Linked DNA regions of Anas platyrhynchos: region 2 is linked to region 1. Evidence: chromatin contacts called from public Hi-C data. All regions are on one chromosome and are shown on one strand. Each heading gives the region's core, a stretch centred on a gene start, on an enhancer-like site or on the middle of the called end of the contact. The rest is flanking DNA. Distances are from core to core; before and after follow the strand shown.

Evidence for each region. Hi-C and Micro-C count contacts between places; a contact is called where the count stands out from the background.
Region 2: a Hi-C map of small yellow follicle shows a contact between it and region 1, with 2.8 times the contacts expected there. The contact joins the promoter of MAN1A1 here to the enhancer-like site in region 1. A contact is called at or near these places in 3 of 8 Hi-C or Micro-C datasets (liver, skeletal muscle and small yellow follicle).

What each region holds. Positions count from the first base shown.
Region 1 is chr3:68,462,373-68,467,840 of IASCAAS_PekinDuck_T2T, reverse strand. No RefSeq gene overlaps it. Among named protein-coding and RNA genes, the nearest start is that of MAN1A1, 61 kb to the left of the region's middle. Within about 2 kb of position 2,455, at least 3 of the 8 cell types and tissues checked have an H3K27ac peak or open chromatin away from gene starts, as enhancers often do. A contact at or near this core is called in small yellow follicle, where this site is marked.
Region 2 is chr3:68,524,187-68,529,877 of IASCAAS_PekinDuck_T2T, reverse strand. MAN1A1 (mannosidase alpha class 1A member 1) reads right to left here and starts at 3,840. Exons shown (of 12, transcript XM_038176451.2): 1 at 2,978-3,840. The coding sequence starts at 3,586.

The DNA.
Region 1 (5,468 bases), core at 1,206-3,705:
AGGCAAAAAGGCAGAGGGTGTGTGCTAACATACATAAATAATGATTGCATATGTAGTTTGTCTAAGGGCTGAACATTTTTTAAATGAAAGGAATCGACATAAGTGTTGTATCTGTCCTTTCTTTGGCAAATAAATAAGGATTTCTCTTTCCTCTGATTTCTAAACTAGGTCTTACTCAATGCTTGGAAAGGTTTGTTGTTGTAACTATACTGGCAAAATGTTCAAATGTAGGCACAGCTTTATCAGCAAAGAGAGATTGCTTATACTGCTTTTACGAATTCCCTGAAGAAAATAACACTGGCAACCTATCCTCTATCCATGTTTTTGTTACTATAATTAAGCTTGTGCTTGGATTATTATTTTTTTTTTTTTTTATTTTTTGGCATAGAAATGAGCACAAAATAACACAGCTTTAACTGATAATCTATACTGACATTTAAGTTTTGCCTTGGAGGAAAGTACCTCCTTGCCTTCCCACCTTGACTTCTTAATCTGAATTTCATGCAAATGCAGAGAGCTTCCACTGTTTTCTTGACACTTGTTTTGTTTTTTTTTTTTTTTTTCATTTTAGTGATGGGTGTTGACTTTTCTTATTTTAACTTTCAGCAAATGTGAAGAGAACAGAAGTTAGCTCTATAGGAGCAAGAGCAGAAAGAAGGCATCATGTTGCCTTATTCCTCTGTATTACAAGTCCAAACATTCTCTCTCTCTCTCTCTCTTTTTTTTTTTTTTTTTCCTGTTGCTTATATCAGTTATGATCAGGAGAAGGAACAAAATTACTTTAATGTCTGAGAGACAAGAGCAGAGGAGGCATATTTAGAGGTGGAAATATTTCAGAATAAAGATAAAGAAACATAACAGTTACTTGCTTTAACCTCACTAACTTTTATTAGAGTAAATAACTGTTCAGCCTTTTGTTACCAAGTTTATATTTAGCCCAGGGTACAGCTAATGCTTTGAAACATGCTGTTCATTTATCTTTCAAATAATGTTTATTATGCTGCTTCTAGGATTTCACAATAAGGACACCTAGAGAAAGTAGGACTCCATCTAGTAAAACCAGGACAGCATGTACGCCTGTCCTTTAAGATCAAACAGATTAGTCTCCTGCATTTGCTTCTACCCTCTATGTAAATATGTAAAAACAGACTGGATTATTAGGTTTACCTTGTGCAGTCAGTCTGGTGACACTGATCCACATGTCAGCCTCCTAGAGTTCTGTAAAAGATAAGATTAGTAAGGAAATAAAGTTCAAGGGTCAGAGCTTTGGTAAACACCCAAAGTTGAAGGAAGCCCATTGAGGTGCAATTGATTAATAGACATGTCAAGTAGCCATTTAAATTTCAGATCTTGGATTTGCAGTGCAAATAGTCACAGAGGAAGAAACAAGCAAGGCAATGTGCCCCTAATTCAGACATCACAGCGATTGAGAAGAACTTTTGTCAGACTTCTCTCAAGCTTTCCAGCCACTGTGCTCTTGAGAGCTTAGTCTGTTCTGATAGTGTTCTGCCTCTGGGCTTTTTATCACACAGACACTACTTTTACCTCACACAGTGCTGGCTTGGGATGCATCACACAGATGCTGCAGGGATGATGCCCATGATTGCAACAGCTGCAGGAGCAATATGAGCTGTAGCTGCATCTCTGGAACTAAAGGGAGTCACAGGGCTTGGGAGAGGCAAAAGCATATCCGGCATCCTGACTAGGACTTTGTTTAGCAGCTGTTATGCTTCACTGTTCAACTCACTCCCGGTTACTTACCTTTTGTGAGTTGCTTTTCTCTTGAGTAGCTGAGAAAAGTACTTTGCCTGTTGAGTAGGTTTAACTTTAAGAACATGTTGAATATATAGATTTCTAAGGAGTTTATAGAATTTGAACTTTGAGCTTTCTTTTTGAAGATTGGGAACACAGGCAGAATCAGCTCTTGTTGCTGCCAAGAGTCTTCTGCAATTCCTACTGATATAAAATGACTGGGGGATCACAGGATGCAAAGAGGAGAGAAATCCGGTTTTCCTTTCAGAGCTACACATCTCTAATTCCCTTTGATCATTTGTTCAGCATTTGATTAAATGTTTGGATGTAGACTGGACTACCTAATCAGAGACAGTTTGCAATAACTCTGTATTGGTTCTATGTGTTATATGTTTAGTCTACCCCTGTAATCTTGCAAACCAGGATACAAGGACTCAATCGTGTAATCATCCATAAGCAATAGGCTGTATAAGATCAGTTTCATGCTTCTTTTAAGATTTTCAGAGGCAGTTCTTAAGGTACAATAAATTCTGTATCAGTTCATTGTACCAAAACAACACTGTAAAAATAATGTTTTAGCATTAATATTTACAGTTGTGATTACAGGGAGAGTACCTTATACTCATTAGCCAAGACTGATGCCAGCAGAGTGTTTCAGTTAGAAATGTACTTCAGTACAGCCTCAGACCCAGATAACCTTGATCTGAACAGCTCTCAAATGTCAGGATTTTTAATCCTGCTGTGACTTTCACAATGTTTCTCTTTTGCATAATGAGTCAGACACTCACTCTAAAGATACTCCTCTATATAATGGTCCCAGATCTACCTCCCTGCCTTGCTGCTTCTTCTTCAGATTTAAAATCTAGCTCTGATAACTGAGATTTAGGCAGCACCTATGCTGCAGAATTAAGCAATGGCAAAACATTTCCAGGCGTTTGCTGGAATAGTCTTTGGCACTCTTTTCATCCAGAATAGCTAGTATTTTCTGAAACAGTGTCCAGGCACAATGAGAGGCTTAGCACAAGCCAGGAACCATACTCGCTGTGGCAGTTTGGATGACCTTGTTTTGGAAGCTAAGGGAACTCAGTAGGGACATGGCCATGTTGTGCCAGCTGGTCTCAGAGACAGAAAACAGGTCCTGGCATGTTTCCTTTGCTAGCATAGATATAGCCTTCAGGTTTTTTGTCTTTGGCTTTGTGATTCGTTAGGAAACATTTCCTTCAAATGACAAAAAAGATGAATCATTCTATTTGTTCATTTATAACTTGGAACTAGGTAGATGCTAAAGATCTCACGATCCTTTTCAATAGAAAAATCAGGAACAGCCCATGTGTCCCATGTTACGCTTTCTGGTGTGGTTGGTAGTATTTGGAATGTGAACTATTTTTCTTTAATCATAGTGCCATTATTATTTGGTTCTTTCTATACATTTCAGGGTGATTTGTCCCATTAGAAGAATGGAAGGCCAATGAATAAAAATTCAATTTTGTTCAATTTTGTGCCAGCTATTTGGTGTTTTAATAGGAAATTTACCTCCAAAATGAATATAACATTTTTTCTGAATGATATCACAAAAGAACTCTTCTTAATGCCCAATACCCTCTTATGTTAATCTAGAGATGAAGATTATTTCTTTCTCATAAAGAGATATTGGTGAGTTACTGGAAGTGATATCTGTATTTGAACCTTGAAGGAATCACAGGGCCAAGTAGAAATTTGTAGTATGTATGCTGCTGAAGTGGGGATGGCCAACTGAAATTCATCTGTGATATTTAACTTCAAATTGGGACTATTTTATGTAACGGCGTGTGGATATTTGGAGAGTTACATCAGTCTCACTGGTCTGTGGGGAGTACAGGGCCTGGAGGCGCTGGAGGGATTTGTCCCTACTACTTGAAGTTGGTGAAGGATATGCCAGGGGGTTGATGCTTCAGCGTAGCTCATTCTGCCTAGAGGTGACCAAGGTGCCCTAGGAAGCCCAAGGTGTGACTCCTGTCTGGGGAAATCTCATCTGATTACATTACAGGGCCTTCTTATTCTCAGTTGCAACAGAGTCAATGTGAAATTTCAGGACATATGTACTAGAGTTTGGAGTAGAAAAAATGGCCCATAGCAAACAGAAAATCTTCGTGTCATGTAGCCCATTGTTCTGCCAATGCAAGATTATAACTCTGTAAACAGATTAACTGGTTTAAGTAATAGGGCTTCTATCCCTCCCCTTTGGAGGATTTTCCATTGTCAGAAGAATTTTTCTGGTAACTTTTTTTTCTTTAATATTAACTTTTTTTTTAAATTTTAAACTTATTTAACCTCCTGTTATCCTCCATAACTGTTTGTGCTCCACACCCTCCAAAAGAGAGACAATGGATCCCAAACTAGTCACAATACAAAAATCTGATTTCACATGTTAGTTTGAAACGCTGGGATGCACTTGCATTCTAATTATGTAATCACATAGCTTGACAACAGATAGTTATCTCTTTCTCATCTTCATAATCTTTTTCAGTTCTCTGTTATGTACAAGAAGGTAGAACATATGGGATGTTAGACCTGCTCAAGCAAGTTTAGTGGTATTTTAATTCACCTTTGTTTGTGGGGGAAGTAAATATATTGGTTTAAATAATGAGATTAATAGGAATGTATATACAATTTTTCAAATTTGGACTGCACACATTCTCCCTTTCTCTGGTGTGCTACATTTTCTTTCTTCTTTGTAATGCCTAATTATGAATAGCAAAGATAATAATAGATAAATCCGTCCTCAGCTGGCCAGGTAAGCAGGATATCATCAGGGAAATGATCATTTTAATCTAATATGCAAGGATATAGTGAGAAGAGAGAGGTCTGTACTGCAGGTTAGCCAGTCATCCACTTTGGTATCAAGGCAGCCTTGTACTGAGCACCACCATTACCACTGCAGAGCTCAAAGCTTCAGTTTTCAACTGTGCTATGATGACAGAGGATGGGGCTGGAATAGTCAAAGCTCTTAACACTTCTTTTATGAGAAAAAGCCATTCTCTCTAAGTGTCATGCCTAATTTGTTCAGTCTGTATTATGGTATTTGCAGTCTCCCAGTGCAAGTTCTTAACTATTAATTATGCAGTAGCAAGCCATGACTGCCCCACGTTGAGCTGCGTATTGATGAAAGTATGCAATGAGCTAAGGGTATTTTTTATTTTTATTTATTTTTATTTTTTATATCTAACAGGTGTTGTGAAGCAATCTTGTATTAAATGTTACATTCACATTTAAATATAAAAAAGACAGTGGTTACAGTGGGCACCAAGTCTCTAGAATTTGGCATATGTGGCTCTCACTGCCTGTCATATATTTATGTGTACCAAGAGATGACTGATTTACCACTGTTCTCATTGCTGTGAATGATCTCTTAGACATGGTTGTGATTTCAGTGTTAGTTATACCTCTTTTGTCCTTTTATGGGCTTGTCTGACAGCTGAAAAGGTGTTTGCTTGTGTTGTTTTTAGCCTGCAGGGAATAATGCACTCAAGTTACGTTAAGGTAAAAATCCAATCCAAACCAGAATTTGCTTTCTTCTCTAGGGAAAGCATGTGAGGTTAATGCTGTACCTTGGTTAGTTCCTCACACCCTTCCTCCCCAACCAGGCTTCAGTCACTTTCCTCACTTCTGGAAACTTGTGATTTTTGACCCACATCCTCTTTCGTACAAAGCCAATGTGATCTAACAATAGGGAAAAG
Region 2 (5,691 bases), core at 2,591-5,090, 61 kb before region 1:
GCAAAAATTTCTGCTTGTTTGAATGGAAGTCATCACCACCTTCCACTCCCCTTTCCTTACAGATGGGGAACAGGTATCACAGGAAGGACTTGCTCAAAGGAGGGGCCACCTCTCAGATCGGAAGTGGAGAAGCAAGAACAAACCACAACCTCCTCATTTGCAGCCCAGGGCTCCTATCGTGACACCAAAAGAGAAACCAGAGTGGGGCGTAATGTGTACCCAGACCCTGCTCTGAGTCATGGAGACACCACAGCATCAGTGAAACCGTGTGAAGAACGCAAGTGCCAACAAAACACAACTTCACTGGTAGCCTCAAAAGCAGCCGGGCCTCCATGCTCAAGCCTTCCCAAACCACAGCCTGACAAAGATGCGCAGCGCAGGCAATGTCAGTCAGCCAGTAGAAGACGCAGCAGTCACAAGTGACTGACAGAGGTTTTACAACAGGAAGTATTGGGCAAACCCTGCTGCAGGCAGCACCGCCAGACCCTCTTCCAATGTCTGCCTGCAGTTCATCATCAGAAGGGGAACACGAGGGGCATTGCAGCATGCAGCAAGGTCTCAGGCCCAGGTCCCGTGCCATAGGGGCAGGCCTGCAGGCAGGCAGGCCTCGCAGGTGCAGCTCCACGGGGTGGCTGCCACATGCGGACACTGAGGACAGCAGGGTTGTTCTCTCTGAGCAGAAGGCAGCAACAAAACAAGATCTCTACTTCTGCTTTGTTTTTCTTTAACGAGACCTTTGCTCACTCGATAAGCTAGTAGAAACTTTTGTGTTTTTCTAGCTCTCCGTCATACCATGTTTGTTTCAATACTAAATAAAGCTCACGAATCTTTATATTCCCACCTCTTTCAAGTTTCACTTTTTGTTTTTTAAATGTGCCACAGAAAAAGAAAAAAAAGGTTGAAGTTTCTATAACAAAACTTTGTTAAGAAATGCTACACACTCCCTTTCAGCTCTCTCCGCCCTCACCTTTACATCGCCCTGTTGACAACGCAGAGCTCTTTGAGGACAGAAACATGGGGAAGCACAGCCTTACTCATTCACATTCATTTCTTACAAAGTAGCCTGCTTCCTTCTGCCAGAAGCATCCTCATAACTAGTTTCAAGTTTTGAGTCCTAACCCTACGACATACATCATGCAATGGCAGGCGTAATTTCCAGGCTCGAAAGGGTGTGAAGGCAGAAAGATTTGTCCAGTTTACACCTCCAGCATGCAACAACCAGGCACAAGGAGAGGAGCTTTAACGGGTAGGTTCCACCCTTTCCGTGCACGTGCAGTGCAGTAGGTAGCGCACCCTTCTGAAAGTTACAACTTAAAACAATTTATAAGAAGCCCTCCGATCAGAATTCCAGCTTAAGAGTAAGGCACGTACACAAAAAGGTGAACAAGACAGGGAAAAGAGCAACCTTAAGTCCAACATATGAAACAAGTTAACAGAAAAAAGGAAACGCTGTTCTAATGCCAGGAAAAAAAAAAAAAAAGTATTCTTCAAAGAAAGAAAAATCAGATAGGTCAAAGTACTGCAGAAATGCAAAAGCAATTGAGTAAACAACGTGATAAGTTCACACACTGCATTGGGAGGAAAGAAAACTCCCAGAAACAACACACAATGTTGAGGAATGATACTCAGATAAAAAGGAAAAATAAAGATCTGGAAACTAAATGCGGTCTCTCTGTCATCATTTCCTACGCTTACAATTGCCAAACATCTGGTCCGGGGGGTTATTGTACTGTCGGTGGTTCCCGGGTAGAAGCGGAGGAGAAAGAAGAGCGATAGGATGGAAAGGGAGGAAGAAAAGGAAGAGGTCCTGGGGCACATATGTATGCATGCACACTTACATCTAACATGCACAAGGGTGCAAGTTGTGCACACTTACACACTTGCATACAAATAGAATAGAAGATCACTGGGCTAGTTGGCATGCTGCTAGACCAGCAAAATAAGAAGTATACTCAAGTTTTATCTTCCTCCTCCTGCTTATTTACTTGTTGCACTCCTCTGTACTACAGACTGTCATACATCAGGTCTGAAGCCTCATTATGCGACTCTCAAATACTCGTACATGGCAATTCAAGATAACCAGAAACATAGTTTGTTGGTATTTCTAATTGTTCTGTATGCCTCAGGGAGGCTGAGAGGCTGCAAGCAGCGAGAACACCGTCTCTGCACACTTCAAGATGTGATCTGTACTGTGCATTCGTGAGAGCTTCCCTCTTCTGAACACCTTTGCGTCGGCATCTACCGCTTATGACTGGTGCACAGTTTGCTGAAACAGTTAAACTGATGCTAGGACTTCAGAGCACGGCACACAATTTGAGATTTGTGAGAGCTTATTATTTGGTGCTCCGCGTGATGCCAATGCCGATTTTTCAGCCCGCTCTGTGCAAACATGCAATAAAAATAAATCAGCCTAAACAGGGCTAACGATGTTTCACGGAAACGCTCCGTGCTTGGGAGGCTCGTTCCCATCCCCGCAGAAGGGGCAACACACGCTACTTAGTAATTTACGAACTGATCCCCGCGGGCAGCAGCAATTGTCAACTCGATAAATACGGGCTGCCGGCAACGGCAGGAAGTTGAACGGCACTAAGAATTAAGAAAGAAAGAAAGAAACGAGCCTCCTTGTGCCGCGGGGGACCCCAGCGAGCCCTGCTCACGGCAGGCACGGCCGGGAGAGCCCCGCCACTGCCCCGGGAGGCACGGGCAAAGCCCGGCGAGCCCCGCGGAGCCGTGCGAAGGCGTCGCGGGGCCGGGAGCTGCCAGCTCCTGCCGGGGGGCCCCGGCGGCTGCGAGGAGGAGGAGAAGCAGAAGGAGGAAGGGAGGAGGAGGATGCGGAGCCGGCACGCAGCTCCGGCCGGGGCATCCCGCAGCGGGGCGAGGCGGGGGCGCTCCCCGCGCTCCCCCCCGCCGCCGGCGACCTGTTGCCGTGCTCGGGGCCGCCCCGGGCCGGTCCCCGGGAGCGGCGGCTGCCACCCACCTCTTTGATCTTGGCCCTCCGCTGGCGCACGGCGGGGTCGGCGGGCTCCTGCCCCGCGGCGCCCACGGGCGGGCGGAAAGGGCGCTGGGGCAGCCCGGAGGCGGCCGGCTCCTTCCTGCCGCGGGCGTCCTGCGCGACTTTCTCCTTGTCCCGGCGGATGTCCCCGCGGATCTCCTCGGGCAGCTTCTGCAGCGTCTCCTTGGCCTCCCGCAGAGCCCGCTCGTGGTCGGCGCGGATCCGCGCCAGGCTGCCCCTGCCGCCCGCCGCCGCCGCCGCCGCCGCCGGGCCCCCCCCGGGCTGCGGCGGGGCTCGGGGCTGCCCGCCGGGCGGCGGCGGCGGCGGCTGCAGGGCGGCCGAGTGGAAGAAGACGCCGCTGAGCAGCTTGGAGGAGTCGGGCAGGAAGAAGATGGCCCCGAAGCAGAGGGTGATGAAGGCGCTGAACACCAGCAGCAGCACGAACTTCTCCGTCAGCCGGAACGCGCCGGGGCCCGCCGCCTTCCGGACCCCGCCGCCCGCTCCGCCGCCGCCGCCGCCGCCTCCCGCGGGGCCGCCCAGCGCCCCCGGCCCCGCCGCGCTACCGAACAGCGGCAGCAGGCTGGCGGCGGGCATGGCCCCCGCGCCGCCTCAGCGCGCCCCGCTCCGCTCCTCTCCGCTCCGCTCCTCTCCGCTCCGCCGGCGGAAAGTTTCCCCGGGCGGCCGCGGCGCGAACTTCCCGCCCCGCTCTGCCCCTGCCCCAGCCCCAGCCTCTGCCTCTCGCTCCCTCCCCGGGCCCGCCGGCGGCGCTCGGCGTCTGCGGGGCGGGCGCCGTCCGTCAGCCCCGGCCCATGCTGCCGGGACGGCGCCGCCGCGGGTGCCGCTCCCCGCTCCGCCCGCGCCCGACTGCCGGGCGGCGGGGGGCGGGGCCAGGCGGGGCGGGGCCGTCGCCCGGCCAATGGCGGCGGGGGCGGGGCGCGGAGGGGCGGGGCGGGGCGGTGGGGGGCGGGGCTGCGCGGCCACCGCCCCGCGGCTGGCGGTGGGGCGCGGGGGCGCGCCCGGGGGACGCGCGGGGGCGCGCTCGGGGGTGGCCGGGAGGGGGGCAGCGTTTGGCAGCGCGGGGTGATTTGGGGCCCTGCCCGGGCGGTGCAGCCGCGGAGGTGCGGTGGTGCTGCCTCCGGACAGGCAGGGCACGGGGGCGGAGGTGTGCTGCGCCCTGAGGGGATTTGGGAAAAGGGCGAATAACGCGCAGCGGCAGGGGCAAGGCTGGGCTTTGACCCAGGGCAGGGAGAGGGCATCGCACGGGCTGCAAGGCACGGCTGGAAGAGGGCTGGGCGCGGGCCTCGCTGCGCTCCCAGCTGAGTTTAAGGGGAGGTTCAGCGCTGGCTTAACGGGAATAAAGGCGGGCTGCGTCCCAAAACCCCGCTCTTTAGAAGTTAGAGCCTGAGATAGATTAATTGGAAACAGGCTTAGCAGAGCCAGTTACATGCAAACGTTGGACCGAGTCCTGCAAAACTCCCTCCAGTCTACCAGCAAACGCTTCTGCTAAACTTCAGGATTACAGCTGAAACTGGAGGATCAGCAGCCCACAATTTGCATACACCAAAATCAATCATTTCCTTTAGTTTTTTTTTCCTTTAGTTTTTGCTCTGATTTTCCTCTAAATCTTTTTTTTTTTTTTTTCTTTTTTTTTTTTTTCTCCTGGGTTGCGTTTCCCCACAGCTAGATATGAAGCTCTTGCTCAAACCGCCCGACGAGCGCTGTGATTTTGACATGCCTTTCCCAGAAATGTGTAACGCTGCCTGGAGAGCTGTGCCAAGATCAAACTGCTTCGGATGGAAGAGTTCAGCCTGCTTGGAAAAGGGGATAAGAATCTGTGCCTTTTTTTTTTGTTGCTGTGTTGCTTTAAAGGAACATTTCAGGTGGCAAACGTGGAGTTTAGCTACTGAAAGGCAGTTGACTAATGAAAAAGCTTCCTAAATGGTGAAATACCACTCAGCTCCAGCGAGCATATTCTGTTTCAATCGCTGCCTATGTGGGCGTACAATATTTTTCACAGATTGCCCGCAAAACTCATCACTACTTATATGATAATATTTGGGGGCTGAATTTACTGCTGGCTGGAATAAGTGCCTTTCTTCAGCCCTCTGAAGTAATTCCTTAGGTTGCCATGTTGCCACAGCAATGCAGGAGCTGATACAGGAGTTGAAAATCCCATCACCCAGGTTCTGCTCCTGTGTCTCAGCTGCCTACAGGGAAACCCTCTGAACTCACCAGCCTGCTGCATTTTTGGTGCCTGAGGTAAATGCCAGGGGTTAAGTGTAAATGAATGCCAGGAGGTTCATCGCCACCCTCATTGTTCTCTTTGGGACATCCTCCTGTTTTCCTGAGTGCGTGGGAAGCAACAAGCATTTTCAATGCAAAGGCAGAACCCGTTAACTGCTCCAGCCTCTGCGATGAGATGATCTTTCCAAGGACAACAATAACCTCCTCCTCAGAACAGAAGCCGAAATTCTGTGTGCAGTGCTTTCCTGTTGTGAACACCTGATGTTACAAACAGTTACGAGCAGAGTCATGTGGGAGCCATTCAGTGGGACCGGTCATGCATGGAAAGCTACTGGCACACAAAGCTGTTCACAAGATGAGGGCAATGGAGGCTACGAGAAAAAAAAAAAAAAGCCTCAGCCCAACAGTGCCATACAAGTCCCTTTTCTTAAGTCAATAATTTACTTTAGGCCCAA